Linked DNA regions of Mus musculus: region 2 is linked to region 1. The links are chromatin contacts, called in public Micro-C maps. All regions are on one chromosome and are shown on one strand. Each heading gives the region's core, a stretch centred on a gene start, on an enhancer-like site or on the middle of the called end of the contact. The rest is flanking DNA. Distances are from core to core; before and after follow the strand shown.

What was found. A called contact is a pair of places that touch in the nucleus more often than the background predicts.
Region 2: a Micro-C map of the AtT-20 cell line shows a contact between it and region 1, with 3 times the contacts expected there. The contact joins two enhancer-like sites. A contact is called at or near these places in 5 of 39 promoter capture datasets (the 3T3-L1 cell line, hippocampal neurons and liver), 5 of 484 Hi-C or Micro-C datasets (the AtT-20 cell line, the HL-1 cell line, cerebral cortex and 1 more) and 1 of 9 other capture datasets (pancreatic islet).

The regions. Positions count from the first base shown.
Region 1 is chr3:85,581,731-85,585,345 of GRCm38.p6, reverse strand. The region is part of intron 2 of Gatb (glutamyl-tRNA(Gln) amidotransferase, subunit B); the gene reads right to left. It overlaps Gm46809 (a long non-coding RNA gene), which reads right to left. Exons shown (of 2, transcript XR_001783869.2): 1 at 1,821-3,615; 2 at 1-1,608. Among named protein-coding and RNA genes, the nearest start is that of Gm46809, 7.5 kb to the right of the region's middle. Within about 2 kb of position 1,910, at least 9 of the 459 cell types and tissues checked have an H3K27ac peak or open chromatin away from gene starts, as enhancers often do. A contact at or near this core is called in the AtT-20 cell line, where this site is marked.
Region 2 is chr3:85,775,251-85,778,865 of GRCm38.p6, reverse strand. It overlaps a transcript of Fam160a1 not described here. Among named protein-coding and RNA genes, the nearest start is that of Fam160a1, 31 kb to the right of the region's middle. Within about 2 kb of position 1,970, at least 27 of the 459 cell types and tissues checked have an H3K27ac peak or open chromatin away from gene starts, as enhancers often do. A contact at or near this core is called in the AtT-20 cell line, where this site is marked.

The DNA of each region.
Region 1 (3,615 bases), core at 661-3,160:
TAGACAGACTGATAGTGAGAAAAAAGGAGAGTGACTTAGCACACACAAATGAAAAAAAATGGCTTTTATGTCTTTGCCCAGTTTTGGAAAAAAGAGGCCTTGTGTTTGCTAGGGGGTTTGGTGTTACATACAGATAAGAGCTTCCAGACAAGCAACACAAGAACAGATCACTGGTCTCCAGTTAATGTCATCAGGGGCACAGCCTGATTCTGAGAGGGCCTTATCTACTGCGCCGCACTGAGCATCCCTACCATCAGCAGCAATATGGACAACTGTCCTCTTTGGGAATGAACCAGGAGGGCCCAGGCAGCTGAAATCACAAGGAATGAACGTGCACTCATTGTGTGTGTGTATGAGCACACAGGCTTGCACAAGCATTTATTCCAAACATATCCGATGCCTTGATAAATTCTCAGCATTCCTGGAAACATTATTTGGCCAATTACAGAATGAACAGACTTGTAAATCCTATGATATTTTAGCAAATAAATATATTTTGTTTCTAATTTTCTTCCTACTTCACATCCAGAATATTTCAACAAGAGAAACTAGAATGATACTGATAAGCAGGATATAACCAGCTCACAGCAAATAACCTAGGATCCTGTTTATAGTTCTGTAGGCCAATAATTAGTTAATAATTTAAGGGCAATCTGTACCACAGAAGGAAGTTTTACTAGGTTAAAATAATAAATGAGGCTGCACCCCTGCTAATAAAAACAGAAAATGCTGTCCTTCGTTTGGCTGTAATCCTGCCAATAAGCAGCAAAATGGGCTGACTGACCTTTTCAGTCTGAAGATTCATAATGGAATTCCATAAAATCCTAAAACTAAGATAAAATAATAAGATAAAATATCTGTGCTCCTAAATAACATTCAGAAGGGTCACTACTTCAGAACCAGTTATGGCAGCCAGGTCAGGATGGCAACCTTGACAGAAGCAGCCAGGGCACAGATAGTCAGTAAACATGGGTTGAAAAGGCGAAGAAGACATTATATTTGTACATACATGCATTTGTACATACTGATGTTTATAATACACATACATGCATGAGCACACACCTAACAAACAATAGTCAAGCTCATCTGCAAAAAGAGTCACCTGGGGACAAAGCTGAGCTGTGAGTTTAAGGCCATGAAGGCCATAGGCAGACACAGGTGTCAGGGTAGCTCTGGGACAAGGGCATGGGCTCTGAAGCCACACTATAGGGTTTTAATCCTGGCTTCTTCACTTACCTTCTGATTGCGGTAACCATAGTAACTACCTCACTGGGTTGTTAGGAGGTTAAAATAAGCTAATCTGCCACAGAACAAGCACTCTGTTAGTAGATCATTATTGTAAACGCAGCTGAAAACTCCAGCTGTGGGCATCTGAAGACACCCTGAAGCAGAAGTCAAGATGCTGAGCCCATGAAGGGAAAGATCTTGAGTGGCTCCCTGAAGAAAGCTTTGAGCCAAAACTCCTGGTCCAGTCAGACCTGTCACCAGCGGGAAGTAGACATGGAGAAGGCACCCACCTCAGGTCATGGAGAAAGACAACTCTGAAAAGGCAGATCCCTGACCTTGCATCTGGCTCCAGTGCATGGCAGGACTCTGGTACTACCTAAGCTGTAGTAGGTTGGGAAATTAATGCAGAAAACTTTTCATTCAATAAAGACCATGGGGCCCTGGCACAAGCTGTCATGAACTCATCCTAGAGACATCTCTACAGTTCAGGGTACAGTCAGGTTGAAAATCACATTGAACACAGAGAAGAGCAGATGATAACAAACCCACACCTGGAACCATCCTGGCTAACACTTCCAGAGAGGACAAATTACCTACAGACACAGACTCCTCATCAGCAGTAACAGATGCCCGAGGAAAGGGAATGCATCTTCAGAGTGCTGAGGAGAAATAAATGTCAACATGGAATCCTACGCTTTCACTGCAGACTGAGGGAGAAGGCAGAACAGCTGCAAGCACACAAGGACTGAGCTTATCACCCACAGAGCCAGAGAGCAGAGACACTGACATCGACAGGAGCGAGAGATGCTAGGGCATGTTAGCTAAAGAGGACAAACTGACAAGGGCTTCTTCCATGTCCCATGCCTGAACCCACAAAACGTATCTGTGTTTATGTGAGGAGAGTCACATCTCCCCCTTGCCCTTGGTCTTTCCTCCTGTGCTCTGAAGACATCTGATTTTGAAAGGTGCTTCCTCCCACTTGTCTTTATTCACTGCCTTAATTTTTAATACTTTAACTGATACTGAAAAGCAGTGGTGCCCAACCCCAACCTCAACTCCCAGTTCTGTTCCTAGATGCAATCACCTTCATATCTTTGGGCAGTCTCACCTGGTATTTATCTTCCTATTTTTAAATAATACTCCGTGCCAGGAGACCTTTGGAAAAATCCATCACCTGCTGGTGAAGGCTAAGGCTGCTTGGCCATTTGCCATGTGACAAGCCTTTCTAAAAACTGGCAGAAGGACAGTCTTGGTAAGCTGTTACAATGAAAGACACAGTGCATTTGTTTAGAACTTGAAGCCCCATGATGTGGGCTTCATTTCCAGAATTAACTGATATGAGTTTCAAGACGAGAGAATAATAAGAGGAACATTTCCCAGTATTTTTATATAACTATATCATAAGCACTTATTCATGCTGTATTACTTTATATCTATTAAAAATAGAATATGCCCACCCTGATAATAAGCTGGGTAACATGAAAATCTGTGAAGTCAGGCTGCTAGGACAGCAGTTCACTATGCCAAGGGACAGGAGCCAAGGCACATGTGACAGCTTGAATATGGGTGAGGGTTGTGAGGATGGAGAGAAGAAAGGATCTCCATCACTTGAACTTTGGGAGAGAAAAAAAGGAAGAAGATGGAAAGCACTCCAGGAAAGTGACTTACTTCTATCTTGTGTGTAAAACAAAAAGAAACCTTGGTGAATGAATCCCGTGACTAGAAGTCTGTCTCAAGGCAATCTAAAGCATGTATTTATTACCCAATTAAAAATGTAAAAAACAAAACAATAGTGGAAACCAAACAATGACAACTCCACTCCCACCCCTCCTCTAAAAGAAAAACAAATCAGAGTTTCTAACTAGAGGTCTAGGACAAGGAGAAGGGGAGCGTGGGCGCCTCTAATAAATGGCCAAAAGAATCACTTAATCTCTCTCTCTCTCTCTGTGTGTGTGTGTGTGTGTGTGTGTGTGTCACTGTAGTAGTTTAGAACATGACTCTCAATTATGGTAAATACAAGTTTAGTTCTGCTCTTGTATTCCCCAATATCTGAGGTGTGTCATAGAGTTTGTTAAATTAGAGAGTGGGGCCTCTACTCTTTCTTAAATACGGTCTCGTCGGAAGGACTTAGTGGCTTTATTCCCTTTGGAGAACATCCTGTCATCTTGTAGTTGCCTTTCATTTGCTTCCTTGTCCTTGGTGTGTACTCTGCTTGGAGAGCCCACTTACAGACACCTGCTGTTCCCACCTCCCCATCTTCCCCAGTCCTCTCTGAAGCTACCTTCCTCTTCTCTGGGGCCTGCAGGAGCTGCTGCAGGGCTGGCTACCTGGAACTCTTCTTTACTTCAGGAACCTGGATAATGGAAGGCAAATCTTAAGAAGCTGTTT
Region 2 (3,615 bases), core at 721-3,220, 190 kb before region 1:
TGCATGTTTCCATAGGTGCATTTAGAGGTCAGAGGAAAACCTTGGATGTTGTTTCTAAGATACTGTCTATATATCTTTCTTTTTTACTGAGACACTATCATTGGCCTGGAACTTAGCAAGTAGGCTAGGCTGGCTGGCTACTGGGGATTCACCCGTTTTCTACCTCTGTAGGGCTGAGACAAGTGCACAACACTTCACTCAGCTTTTTGAATGTGGATCCTGGGGGTTGAATTCAGGTCCTCATGCTTGTAATGTTCAGCATATTACCAGCTGAGTGATCGCCTTAACCTCCTAGTAGTTATACCAAGTAACATGCGAATAAACCCAGACTTCAGTGACACAACTGGAGCTTTTGATCTGCACCTTTCCTGTCACTGGGCCAGCGAAGTCAAGAACAATCTCTTCTGGGTTAACTCAGTTAGTTTCCCATACATTTTTTTTTCCTGAGTATATGTTTTCTTAAGTGCTATTAATTAATCTTCTGTGTGTTTTTATTATTCCTACTGGAAGTGTTGGGGAAGGAGAAAGAGTTGAATGTCAGTAGAGAGGACCTAGTACTTCTTTTTTATAGTGGAAGAGCTGGGCTGTCAGAGTTTTACTCATGACAGGATAATAGAAAGGCCAGGACTACTATACTATCCAGATGTTCCAATCCACAGTCTCTCTTCTTGGCTTTCCTTGGGCCATTTTTTTTTTCTTTTTTCTCTCTTTTTTTTTTTTTTTTTTTTTTTTTTTTTTTTGGCAGCAACACGTGCCATCCTGTCTCCTTGGAGTGGAAGTTCATGTGACCTTGGCTGGTGAATGAGAGCACAGACTCCACTCTGGCTGTGAGTTTTGGCATGTGGGGCTATGGCAGTGACCGGGCAGGACAGAGCTCTATACATCCTGCTTACCAGGAGGTTGGGAGCCACTGTGGGACTCTGAGAAGCTTACCATGAACAAGTTAGTATTCCAGGGAAAACCTTGCCCTGGAGGATAGGCACAGGGAGGTCAGCTGGAAGTGCCTCTGGAAGTGGTAAGCTCTTGACATGTGCTCAAGGCTCTCTGGTTTGAGAAACTATAATAAATACTGGACATAAATAGGAATCATCTTGAATGGCAGGTCAGCTTTATCTCTTTTGCTCTGCATTTTGATGACTATCTTATTTTCACACTCTGAAGTGTCATCATATTGTGGAACCCCTCCATTCAATAGAAAGGGCAGGACTCTGGAATTCCGGCCCAGCTAGTATTCCAGTGTCAGCTCCCTGGCTTGAAGGCCACCATGCTACACGATGTTCTGTGAGCTTCTCCTGGGTTTGTGATCCAGTCCAGGACAGGCAGGCTCCATGGAATGCAGGGGTGCTGTTAGGCTCCATCTCTGAACTGAGGCGCTGTTGGGCAGAGAAGATAACCTGGGGAAATGCTCCCAACAAATCAAAATTTCTCACTTAAAAGTTGTACGGATTCCTTAAAGGGCACCAGCTGTTTGCAGAGTAAAGGGTTTAAAATCTTGTGACATAATTAAAGGTACTCGGCCCGTTTTACCAATTATGTCAGAGTAAAGCAACCACACTCACCACCGACCGTTGAAAGCCGCTGTTTTCTGTTCACCTCTGTACTTCTCAACTCCTGGAAAATGAGCTCTTGCTGTTGCTGTTGCATTTCTCCTCGTAACACAAGTGCGGTGGAGTGAAACGAGCTGCAAAAGCCCCAACAGTTACATGTGGATTTTTATGTAAAAGAAATCTTTGTTCATCATAGGCCGTATTTCTTTTTGCTTCGTTTAATACCATTAGCTGAGGGTTTGGGAACAACCTTGAGACGTTCTGATTCTGAAGGAGTACTAGTTTTGACAATTAGGATTCTGTTCGTTGCCTAGGAAAACGAAACCGAAAAGCTTTCCTTGAAGCTTGTGGTTCACTGCTTCCCACCTTGAGCTCCTGCCATTGGATGCCAGGAAGGCATCACACCTCGTACAGCGAGAGCATAGAATAAACACTGTGCAGCTGTGAACAGCAGCCCGCGCGAGCACTGTTAAGTCAGGTGTTCCTTGTAGCCAGTGGCTTTGGGTGTGAAGAATGCTTCTCCCAGCCTAAGCCCAGTGAGAGGCAAATATCTTGTTCATACAACAGATGTGTTTGAACCTGGTCCTTTTGGATGCTGAAGGAAAAACTAATGGAACAACTGACCTCAGGCCTGCCTAAGTAGTGGTCCCGACAAAAAGTAAATGGAGATAAATTACGTTTTGGCTTGCTAGAGCACTCCTGTCTCCATCGCCAGGTTTGATTTATGCAGGAGTGCTTGCTGCTGCCTTTGAACATACAGCAAACAAACTTTCTCTGCTACATGCAGATTTGAGGAAGGCACCGAAGCAGGTCGCTATTGGGTGCACATCCAGGGTGCTTGGAGAAACCCATCAGCCATTCTGCTGCAATACAGAACTCACGTACGTATTTAAACTAGGCGGCGTGAAATGGAACAAATTGGGCCATAAGCCAGGCAATACAATAACTGCTAAATGGGCAGGCATCCTAAAAGTGCTGTAGGGAAATGACATGTTGCTAGAGACCAGACTAGAAGGTGGCATTGTGGCATGTGTCAGGGCTGGGAGCTTGCCAGTCTGACTGTCATTTTCTGAATTATTTGGGTGGAGATATGGAGGGAAGTGTTGCTTTTAAGTTTGGTTGTTGTTTGTGGAGTTGTTTCAAGGATGCTGGGTAGTGTTTATTCTCTCCTTCCTTCATCAAAATTTATCACAAAGATAAAAGCAGCAAATGTGGCTCCCTTTCTATCTTAGGAAATATTCCTGTCATTTTTTTTCTTCACTCAAAGGAAGATAGAAATCATAAAAATACTAGCAATTCTGGACTTTGGAATTGTACATTGTGGAATTTTTTATTATGTTCTTTTTCCCTTTTGGACACAGTCTCATGTAGTTTAGTCTGATGTTACACTCACTGTGTTGCTGAGGATGAGACCTGCCCACTCAACAACAACAACTACTACTACTTCTTCTTCCAAAAAAAAAATAAATAAATAAATAAAATATTTATTTATTATTATATCTACACTGTAGCTGTTTTCAGATGCACCAGAAGAGGGTATTAGATCTCATTACGGATGGTTGTGAGCCACCATGTGGTTGCTGGGGTTTGAACTCAGGTCCTTCTAAAGAGCAGTCAGTGCTCTTACCTGGCAAGCCAGCTCACCAGCCCCCCACTTATCTTTTAAGTGCTGGGATTTCAGGCTTACGCTACCACCTGGCTCAGGGGCTGCTGGGGGCTGATTTAAGGCTGTGCCTATAAGGCCAGCACTCTATCCACTGAGGCACATCTTCAGCCCTTCATGGAGCGTCTTAAATATGTCATTCACTCACAGTAGATGGTTTGCAGCCTCCCCAGCATACACCAGGTGGTCCTTTCGGCAGCCCTCCGTGGGAAGTATCTTTATTTAGCCTTTTTCAACCGAAGGAATCGTCTAGTCTTCCCTGCCCATCCGGTGAGGGTTAACAAAGAATTTCAGTGAATGCTTCTCTGCTCCCTGTGGCCTCTTTCCCAGGTGGGCAGAGGCTTCCCACCCACTTTATCTCAGGTCACAGAGAACAGAGAAAACATCCTGTGACCTGGATAGTAG